Regions from separate parts of the Gossypium arboreum genome. Here region 2 is linked to region 1. The links are chromatin contacts, called in public Hi-C maps. All regions are on one chromosome and are shown on one strand. The core of a region is the stretch at or near the end of the contact, and the rest is flanking DNA. Distances in the headings are between cores, read along the strand shown. Region 1 overlaps LOC108489739. Region 2 holds the start of LOC108487923 (glycine-rich cell wall structural protein-like).

What was found. Hi-C and Micro-C count contacts between places; a contact is called where the count stands out from the background.
Region 2: a contact with region 1 is called in a Hi-C map of leaf, with 2.9 times the contacts expected there. The contact joins the promoter of LOC108487923 here to the enhancer-like site in region 1. A contact is called at or near these places in 3 of 5 Hi-C or Micro-C datasets (all in leaf).

The regions. Positions count from the first base shown.
Region 1 is chr10:110,938,832-110,944,690 of ASM2569848v2, forward strand. It overlaps LOC108489739, which reads left to right. Exons shown (of 13, transcript XM_017794458.2): 10 at 1-50; 11 at 171-252; 12 at 424-518; 13 at 958-1,595. The coding sequence ends at 1,075. Among protein-coding and RNA genes, the nearest start is that of LOC108489739, 7.2 kb to the left of the region's middle. Within about 2 kb of position 1,455, at least 1 of the 2 cell types and tissues checked has an H3K27ac peak or open chromatin away from gene starts, as enhancers often do. A contact at or near this core is called in leaf, where this site is marked.
Region 2 is chr10:111,108,010-111,113,431 of ASM2569848v2, forward strand. LOC108487923 (glycine-rich cell wall structural protein-like) reads left to right here and starts at 1,329. Exons shown (of 1, transcript XM_017792257.1): 1 at 1,329-1,712. The coding sequence starts at 1,329. The coding sequence ends at 1,712. It overlaps LOC108487921 (peroxidase 29), which reads left to right and starts at 3,090. Exons shown (of 2, transcript XM_017792256.2): 1 at 3,090-3,388; 2 at 3,601-4,090. The coding sequence starts at 3,182. The coding sequence ends at 3,978.

The sequences.
Region 1 (5,859 bases), core at 205-2,704:
CCTCAATGGATGGCGCCTGAAGTTCTTCGCAGTGAACCCTCAGATGAGAAGTATGTTGATCCCATTCCGCACCCTTTGAATTGCACAAGCAAGTGCCCTAGCCCTCAGCCCTATCACGTTTGCCTTTCTTTCACTGCTGACCTTGTATTTCTCGTTCTTTGTGGGCTTAGGTCCGATGTTTATAGCTTTGGCGTCATATTATGGGAGCTAGCTACGGAGAAGATACCTTGGGAGAAACACAACGCAATGCAGGTATAGTTTTCATTAAAAAGATTTTAAAGTCATTTTTATCTGAAGAGTTCAAAATCACCAAACCAACTGCTCTCTTCTGAAGACAAGCTATGTTAGGTTTAAATGGAATATTCCTTATTCACCATTGTATCTCTGCATATATGAACAACAATTTGTTTAGAATATTTGCAGTTGGTTGCAGCGGTAGGGTTCATGAACCAAAGTCTAGAGATTCCAAAGGAACTAGACCCACGGTGGGCTTCTATAATTGAGATTTGCTGGAACAGGTGCTCATCTCCTTATACTGTTTGTATGTTTTCTTTTATTTTTCTTATAAATTCACTGCTAAAAGTTTAGCTGTAGTCTACCAATATGCTAGTTAATTCAAACACAGCATTTGGGAGTGTCATTTAGGAGTCTCAGGCCCGGCATTGTGTTAGTCAAATTCGAAACATGTGCACTAAGTGCATGATTAAAGTTACATCCACAAGTAGTATGGACTAGGACTTCAAATTCGATTTGCAATCATCATGATGGCCTTATACTCAAGTACCATTTAGGTTAGTGGCATCTGTAGCACTTTTAGTCATTAATTAAGAAGGAATTATCTTCAGAAGTAAAGCCAGTTTTCTTTCTACGTCTCGTCTAGTCATTATGTTTTCCAATTATGTTATAACTTACAATTTTGGTGTCTGATATATGGAACCACAATTTTGCAAAAACCAGTGATCCAAAGAGCCGGCCAACGTTCCAGGAACTCCTTAACAAGCTTAGAGATCTTCAAAGACAATATACTCTCCAACTTCAGCAAGCTCGTAACTCGGCCGAAGAAAAGGAAATATGAATCAGATGCTTGTGGCATTGGTTCCATATTCTTTCATTCAAACAAAAGATGTAGAGAAGCATGGGCAGTGAGCCACACGAGAAAGATAAAATGTAGGTATTTAGTTGGCAGTATGTGAGAGAAAGCAGCCCAAATTTGAAGGTGATGGGTTGGTTCCGGCAGGGGATTTGGAGATGGGGATGATGTCTCCTGTGATTTTGAAACATGTCAGGACGACTAAGGAAATTCGTACGTAATGCACAATCTACGTTGGAGTATATAGGCTGAGATAAATATCATGCTTTATTTGCTATTTGTTAAACCACTCTATAATGGGGTCCCTTGTCTGCTATTAGTTACTCTGTTGTTCTCGGAGTCCATTATTATTATTTACAAAAAGCTTGCAGCTTGAAATTTATAACTAAATTTGTCGGATGTCAATATTTTTTTAATGCTTGTTACTCCAGCTTATTGTACCTCATTGTACTAAATTTAGTGAACTATATCGCGATCGGTCCCAAATGTTTCATTTTGGTTACAAGTAGTTTTTAATATTTTATTTCGTCACGGTCCTTGGACCGTAATTCCATTAAGAATAACATACATATTCAACACTTAGTGAATCAAAACATTAGAGATGATAAATAAATTGGTTGGTTGGGATCAGGTTTACTTTGGAGTTGGATTTTCTCAGGCTCGGATCAGTTTGGGTTCGTTTTCTTAGGTTTAGATTTTTTTAGACTTGAGCTCTTATGAATTCGAATTCTCAGGTTCGGATTAAGCTAAGTGTACTTTGATGGATTTAAATAAATTTGAACATTTTAAGTTATAAATATTTTCATTTTGAATCTAATAATTTATTTTATTTTTATATAATGAAAACACAATTCAAATTTGTTATATAAAAATATATATTATATATTTTAAGTAGAGTTTTCTATATAAAATAATTTGTATGTAAAATTTATTATTCTATGATATTATATGATTTAATGAAAATATTTTTATTGTTTAATAATATATTATATTGACAATTGAAGAACTTTTTATCTTTTTTATTAAATTTACAAATCTAATACTCATATTCTAAAATATTTATTACAAAGTTCAAATATATTATACTAAATCCAAACCCAAGCTCAAATAATATATTAGTTATTACACAAACTCTAAATAAACTAATTATAACTTGTATCTCAAGTCCAAAATAAAAAAAAAATTAAACTTAATATCCAAATACATTTTGTAAAAGTTAAAGTCCAATTCAAAATCTAATTTAATAAATATAATATTTTATTAAGATATTAAATTTTAATAATATTTTATGTATTGCTAGTTATAATTATAAACATTTATATTAATATACTAAATTACACATAACTATTGATGTCATATCTTATATTATAACAATAGTCATATATATTAATACTTATAAAATATATTATTTCATTATATAAGATTATATCACATACTATAACAGTAGAGTAGTACATAATATATTAATTATTATTATTATAGATTGTTTTTATTATATTGGTTGAAATATGCTCTAAGTCTTTACACTTTTCATAGATTTGAAAGTTAGTCCCACTATTTTATTATATAATATTATATCATATTATATTATATATAATATGGGGAGGGATTGGAACGACAAAAATGTGCAAGTGTACACAATCGCAACAAGTAAAACAGTGACAAGTAAATGTCGAGTTATCGTACCCACAGGGATTGTGAAAAGATCCATTTATGAATGCTATTTAAAACACTTTGGTGAAGAAAAATATTTTGTTTGAAGAGGGTGATTAAAAACTCAGACTTTAAACTAAGTAAACTAAATAAATAAATCTCAAATGCACGATTTCAAATACAATTTTAATCAAGATGACATAATTGTGTAGATTAATTACATTTCATCACTTAGAATTATTAAACTCATGTTTATATTGTTACGAATAAATTCACGGCAACTCAGTAATTTGCTAACTTATGAACATACTCACCTACCAAAATCCATTCATCTCTTGGACATATCTCTATGTCAATTCAATCGATTAAACAAATCTTAATAGGCAAATATGTTATAGCACATACATACTTATTAAATTGAAATAATCTCTTAAACATATCCCTATGTCAATTCAAACAATTGACTTGATTTAATAAGCACATAAAAGACTATGTGAGGTAACAAAGTATTCTTACCTTGAAACGGTTTAATCACAATAATCTTGCAAGTTATGCAAGGCAATTGTATCGTCAGATACCGTTGCTAATTTAACCCTCAGCTACCTTAGATGGTTAAACATGCTCTGATTAAGTACTGTATCTATTAATTACAATTCCAGTCCGTTTAAATAATTAATTCACTAGTTACCTAACAATTGTAATGCAAGAATAACTTAGTGATGATTTTACTTAATCAAGCATCTTACCGAGGCCTATAACAACATAAACACAATTCTAACAAATTAAGAAGATGGAATGCAGTCAACCTAACACGAATTAAATTCAAGCTAAATTGATTAAATTAACCATTTCGACAACATAAATATTCATAGATATTTTCAGCATAACAACAAAAAAAATTAAAGAGATAGGGAATAAGAATCAAATCCGGTGTTTTTCCGTGCTTGATTACCTTGCTCTGTTCTTCGTTCTCTGTTGTCCTCATTGATCAAAGCTGCTACGAACACTTCAATGTTGCTCCAAAATGGCTGATGAACACCGCTTTTCCAAGGGTGGAAATTGGCAAGAGAGCAAGAGAATTTAAAATGGCAAAGAAGAGAGAAAATAGAGAGAAAAGAGAAAAGATGTGAATGAATTGAGATGTGTTTCAAATGATCAGCTTAAGGGGGGTTTTTATAGTTGAAGAGGGCTGCTAAAAATAGCTAAAATTAGTAGCCAAAGAGCCCTCCCTTGGCCTGTAACACACATTAACCCTAAACTGGCATCGGAATAGGGTTACAGCATTACCGGACATATCAGACAATTTACAAATAATTCTTAAATAAATAACAAACATATTATAATATAATCATAAGTTCATATATATATTTTTGTTAATTGACTTCATTTTTTTATAAAAAAATTCAATATAACCTTTTATAAATATTTAACCTTCCTACAAATTTCAAATAGCAACCAAACCAATTCTAGTATTTCAACCAATGCATTTATATACTCAAATATACTTAAATCATACTTGATAGATTGACTTAACAACTTAGTTAATGAAACCCTATTATCATTTCTGATTAGCTTACAAAACTATTCAAACCATTTCAATTCAATACCAATGCCATAAACAATTTTTACCATTTCACTAATTTAATTACCAAAACACCAAATACCTTTCTTTACAACAAAATTTATATAACATATCAAAATAACCATTATAATCCCTATGTACATGCCAATTTCACTTAAAGGAAGAAAACATCACCAAAATCATGATGTTGGAGTCAGGATCGTTCGGATGCTGGACCGGGACATTGGACTCCTATCAACCTGCGCACAGAAACAACCGTGTGCTGAGTATTCCTTACTCAGTGGTATTACCATAATTCAAATTATAATAGCAATAAAGAATTATAACTACCATGCATGTAACTATCCAATTTCTCAAATATCAATTCATTCTTAAACTTTCACTAATTAACAATAACAATACAATTTTTAGCTATTCTTCAATTTCCATCACATATCACATGTACAATTTCAATCACTACATGAACATTAAGTTCATGCCTTTCATTTTCAAACTCAATTTCAATACATAATTTAACTTTCTCATTTCTTTCAATATTTTCAATAATATAATCAATCAATTTATTTTAAATTTCTCATGTTAGTTGTTCACCCTATTAACAAACCCAGACTTTGACGGATACACGGATTCCAACCCAAACACACCAGTATGGCACGTTGTGCCTGATCAGTATAAGACACATAAGTGCCTGAAATGACACACGAGGTGCCTGATACGACACACGAGGTGCCTCAAATACGACACACAAGGTGCCTGATCGGCAAAGCCGATAAATCCCGTATTCTTCCAAATCATATGACATGCCAATTATATCCGACTCAGCCCGACTAGTTAATAGGGTATTCCATATTACTTTTCAATTTCAATTTCGTTCTCAATTTAATTACAAACCAATTGAATATGCTTTTCCATTTCAATCCACATACAATTCAATTTCAATACATATTCATCATTCAACTCAATTTTCATTCAATTCAACAATAAGAGTTACCTTATAATTTAGTTACCATATACATAGATTAATTTAACATTTAATGAATAAATAAACAATTTGAATTATAGTAATACAAACCCAATTTCATGATTACTCATCAACAACCTTCTCCTTCCCTTTTGTGCCAATACCTCGAATTCTTTATTAGCTATGAAAATTAAATAATTATACTATTAATTACAACACTAATTTTACAATAATAATTGAATTTCTATTCAATTTATACCCTAATTCTAATTTAATCCTAATTAACTCATTTACTTTTCTAACTTAATTCATACTTTATTTCTATTCAATTTCCTTCCATATTCTACTTATTTATCTAATGTTCATAATAAAACTCTGATTTAAAATTTCTTTCAATTTAATCCCTACAACACGAAACTTATAGCCTAATTTACAATTTAATTCTTTAATCAATTCTAACTTAAAATTCATTCAATTAAATCCCTAATTCATTATTTTCTTCAACATGAACTATGTTCAAAAACCTAAAAACTTCCAAAACCTCAACTTAATTTCAACAAAACTTTGTTCTAA
Region 2 (5,422 bases), core at 79-2,578, 170 kb after region 1:
AAATTTTTAACTATATAATATTTTAGGATTGTACCACGTCAAAATATCATGTTATTAGATTAAATTATTTTTTAGGTGTTGATATAATATAACATTAAAGTGTTATGTTATTAAACTACTAAAAATTAAAGTAGACCTGACTGTTAAATTTAGGGTGCAAAAGTTATATTAACCCATTAAACTTCAATACAGAAAGAAAGGCCGCAGGATAATGCAAGCTGACTTTACCATTAATCTTCAATTAGAAACTTGAATTTAACTCTCCTGAAGACTTTATATTTTATGTTTTCTGTAATTATGAACCTGCTAACTGCAGAGGGTACAAATGGGACATTTAGCATACAAGCCGACTCAAAAAGGATTAAATGAATTCATCACTAAATTTCCTGCTCGAGGAAGCTAAGTTATATTAATTTTCAATTTAAGCAGCTCATAAGCCTAATTATGTTTGTTTTTTTTTTTGTTTGAAAATGTATTTTTAATAAATTATTACTTTATCCAAGAAAATTATAGATATAGAACGAGCTTCAACTTGAGTTTGAATATAAATTAAGCGTATAAATAAGATTAATTGAGCTGAATTTAAATAGTGCAATTTTATTTTAAGCTAAACCTTTAACTTCTCATTATTTAAGCTTGGCTAGACTTTCCTTGATTACAACTTAGGATTGAGCCATTGAGATTTTCTAACGATGGTGGTGGTGGTGTTGCACTGGTAAGCATTAGTCTCGTATAGAAGCGTAGCCAAAAATTTTATGTTATTAGAGGATTAAGATAAAATTATAAAATTTTAGAAATTAAAATTAAAATTTATATTAAAAAAGTTTACATTAAATTATTAATTTTTAAAAGGGTTAAATGTTTTTTTTTTTCGAGCTAAAGAAACTTAAATTGAATATTAATATTTAGAAGGGGTAAAAAATCACAATTTTTTCATCAGACCAAGAGGTTAAAAGGGCTGAAATTAATGTATTAATTTTATAGAGGGAGAAAAGAGAACAAAAATTTCCATTTACTCAAAGGGCCCATGCCTCCCCTGGGTTCGCCACTTGTCATGCGGCCATCGGTTTCAAAAAGAGTTGAAAGTTAGGTCAATTTCATCAAACAAGTTGAAAGTTTGTATGTATGGAAGTCCAAAAAAATAATCTTAAACCAATCAACTGCAAGTATTATATGGCGTCCATCTATGTTTACGTACAACGGATATTGTATATATAAGTGGTTATTTGCTGAATTAACTCATTAAGTTGAAGCTCAACACTGACAACAAAAAAAGATTTCGGGTGTTTGGTTCTTCATTTGAGAAAAAAAAAAAGAAAGAGAAAAGGATGGGGAAATTAATTTCCACATGGGTTGGATTGTTTTTGATGATACTTGTGTTTACCATATGGATAGCAGAATGCCGAAAACTTGAGAGGGAGACCCTGGGAGTTGGTATTGGTGGAGGTGTTGGTGGTGGTATAGGAATTGGAATTGGAGGTGGTGGTGGAATAGGTGGAGGTATTGGTGGTGGAATAGGTGGAGGTATAGGAGGTGGAATTGGTGGAGGCATAGGAGTTGGAGGTGGAGCTGGCGGTGGAAAAGGTGGAGGCCGAGGACATGGAGGCGGTGCTGGTGGTGGTTCTAAGGGTGGAGGACATGGAGGTGGAAGTGGAAGAAGTGGTGATGGTGGCGGCGGCTATGGAGGTGGAAAAGGAGGAGGGGGATTTTAGTGGCAAAATGTGCATGCTAAAAATATAGTCAACTTGTAACCGTGGCTGTTAATGATGGTGTGTTTGCCAATGATTTGTCATACTGCCATATATAAATATTAGAGAGCAAAATGAAAACAATGCTCCTACCATAAACTTCTGTTCTGTCTCCAAATCCCAAAAATGAAATTCGTATGCCTTCGTATTACTAAGATTTAACACCAAAATAACATAACACCCATATATAAGATTTGTTTGGGATTAAATTCAAATTTTATATTTATAATATAATATTTTGTCACTAATTTAAAATATTATTGCCAAAATACAACGAATTTAATGCTTATATTATATTTTGATTTACAATTTTAACATATTTGATAAGCAAAAATATTTGATAAAGTGTTAGTAGAGTTTTAAATTTTACAAATAAAATTAAGGGATTGATAAATATTTTATAAAAATATAATAAAATATTAATAAAAACACAAATTACAGTTTTTTGTCTACTATTTATAAAATAAAGAAAAAAAACCCTACCGATATACTTGCCGGTTTAATAATTCATGATGGTTAGCTTAATTTTGGTGTCTCACGTGGGTGACAACTCAAAACGTTTAAAAATGTAATCAAGCACGAGAAGCACGAGTTGCAATTTGTGGGATAAAATTTAGCTGTCTTGATTTTATAAGAATGAAACAGGGCAAGTTTAAATTTTGAGAAACGTACTTGATGAAGAAAGTAGTAAAATTTGGTAATATATTAATAATGTTTTCCATAAGTGTATGTACACTTATTATAATTCTGTATCTGTAAAATCTTATTTATTTTTGTAAAAAGGAAAAGTGTGGTAATATCTTTTAAATTGGGTTACAACTCAATACATTGACCAATATAATTGCATATTCTGAGCCGTTCTTTACTTGGAAACCTGTAGGTCTTAAATCTGCAGGGCTTGCTTGGGTGATAGGAAACTTTAAAACTTTTTGAAGGAAAAATATGTGGACAGGGGGTTGTTCATAAGCATTTAGACTCAATACCAACCATTTGGTTGCCCTTTTCTCATCAGCAATTTCCAGTTCTGATGGCAGGTAAAGATAATTCTTCAATCCAAATGGAGAAAATCACAATTAAATGATGAATGGAACGGGTGAGGATTCAGAAAGCAAATGCTAGCTCAGCAGAATCCCACAGTTTCTTTTAATATACTCACGCTATAAATTTCTAAATATAGAGCCTGTTTGATGAAATATAGATGAGCTTAATTCATTGCGGTGGGGTAATTCAATTCTCACCTTATTGTTGTCACGTTCGGATGGTATAGTTTTTGACAGCCTTTAAAGTTTACATCTTTTAATAATCATTAATGGAAAAGTAGTATAAATAATGTTCTCCCATGCAACACTACTTCATTTTTGTTTTTCACAGCAGCTATAATCTTTCTTGGTCTTTATTAGCTGTATCTGCCTGCAATTATAAGTTCTTTTATTATGAGAAGAACTATAGTTGTGGTATTCTTCATGTTTCAATGTTTTAGTTTTAATGTTAAAGGTTTCGGCCTTTCATATAATTTCTATGAGAAATCGTGCCCACAAGTTGAGGACATTGTCAGAAATGGCCTTCAGCCTATATTTCTCACCGATCCCACTTCTGCATCTGCGTTGTTAAGGCTTATGTTTCATGATTGTCAAGTTCAGGTACCGACGTTTGTAGTACACTGATTTACAACCATTGTTTGTTGATGGTTTACAGTTTTGGTTTTACGATTATAATTTAGAGAGGCATAATAAAACTTGAGTTTCTTGCATGCATCAAAAACAGTCTTTATGTCACATTCTTTATTTTTTTTTATAATTTGCTGGTGCACTAAGGATGTGAAACATTTGACATTTAATTTTGTTTACCTCAGGGATGCGATGCTTCCATTCTAGTTGATCCAGGAAATGGAAATGAGGCAACAGAGATGGCTTCTAGTAAGAATTTGGGGATAAGAAAGAGAGAGATAGTAAGCATGGTTAAATCAATGGTGGAAGCTCAATGCCCCCAACAAGTCTCATGTGCCGATATTCTGATATTGGCGGCTCGAGAGGCCGTGGCGGTGACAGGAGGGCCACGGATAAAAGTCCCATTGGGACGGCGGGATTCGTCTCACGCCCCTAGCCATCGACTGCCAGACGCATTGCTCCCTCCTGCAACAGCTGGAGTCTCTGAAATGCTTAATATTTTCACCAACAAAGGAATGAACCTTGAAGAATCTGTCGCCGTTTTGGGTATGTCTTCAACATAAGCATTTAATTTAAAGGATATATCTTGGTTACTTGTATTTTAAGCTTGGATCTAACAGGTAAAAATATAACGTTTAAATCTGTACTTTTAAGTTCATTATATATGTATACATTATGTTAAATCCAAACTATATTAATGAGTTAATGATGCATTTGTGTTCAAAATATAATCCACATAGTTGATATTTAATATTCAAATTGATGGTTAAGTTAATGAAACAACTTAAATAATAGGGTTAAATCAAAAATAGTAATTAAATTATACCATTTTACCCAATGCATACAACCGTGTTGTCACATATAGTACTAAACTATATTCCGTTATCTCAAGTGATATCTAAATTATACTTAATTATCCAAATTATTTTAACCATTAAAAAAATCTCTTAACCAATCACCTAGTGACACATGACACTTTTAAAATTAAAAAAATCTCCCTCAAAAAATTAAACGTTATTACCTTTTAAGATCTTTTATAAACATATTCGTCTTTTTGTTTTATACTTAAGAATTCTGATGACGAAAAAATTTAACAAGCTGTCGGAAAACTCTTCCAAACCTAATTTCCAGCAACAAAACTCGATTCCGATGAATTTTTTTTTCTTTCTATTTTAAAATTTTAATTTCGATTCCTTTCTTAACCTCAATTCAAAAACCATATATGTATTGTTTTTCTTAAAATAATTCTTTCCTTTTTTTATATATTTTGCATTAAATAATTAACGATGCTCAACAATTTACTATGAAAACAACCCAAATAAAGCATGGAACTCATATATTATGAAGAAGATGAGTAAATAAAAAGGTAAGAGTATTGCAAGTTATATAACAGTTAAAAGAAAGTGTATTAAAAGAGTTGGGAGGAGTTTTAATTTAATTAAATTTAATTCTACTCTTTTAATTTAATGTTAATTTAAAAATACTATGTGGGTTAAATACTAACTTAGGAAAAAATATAATTTAAGTATGATTTTATGATTTAAACTTAAATAAATGATAATATTTTTACAATTCAATTAAATATTTATAAAATTTAAAAGGAATATAGAATTTGACTTATTTCTCCAATATGGAAATATGACACTACTATCTTTGGTTTTGCAGGTGCTCACACGCTCGGCATAACGCATTGTTCAAACCTTCAGAACCGTTTATACGGTCGTAACAACGATGAGCTTAGAGGAATGGAACCTGGTTTTGCTGCATTTTTGAGGTTAACTTGTCAGAAAGGACCTTTAACCTCAAATTTAAGCTTCGTTCTGAATGACCCGACGCCGTTTTCGTTTGACAATGAATACTATGTAAATGCAATGAGACGCCGAGGAGTACTAAAAATAGATGCTGAAATGGTATCAAACCCCAAAACAGCACATGTTTTGAAACATTTCTCCATGAATGAGGCTGATTTCTTCCGAGCATTCTCTTCTGCCTTTGTGAAGCTATCTC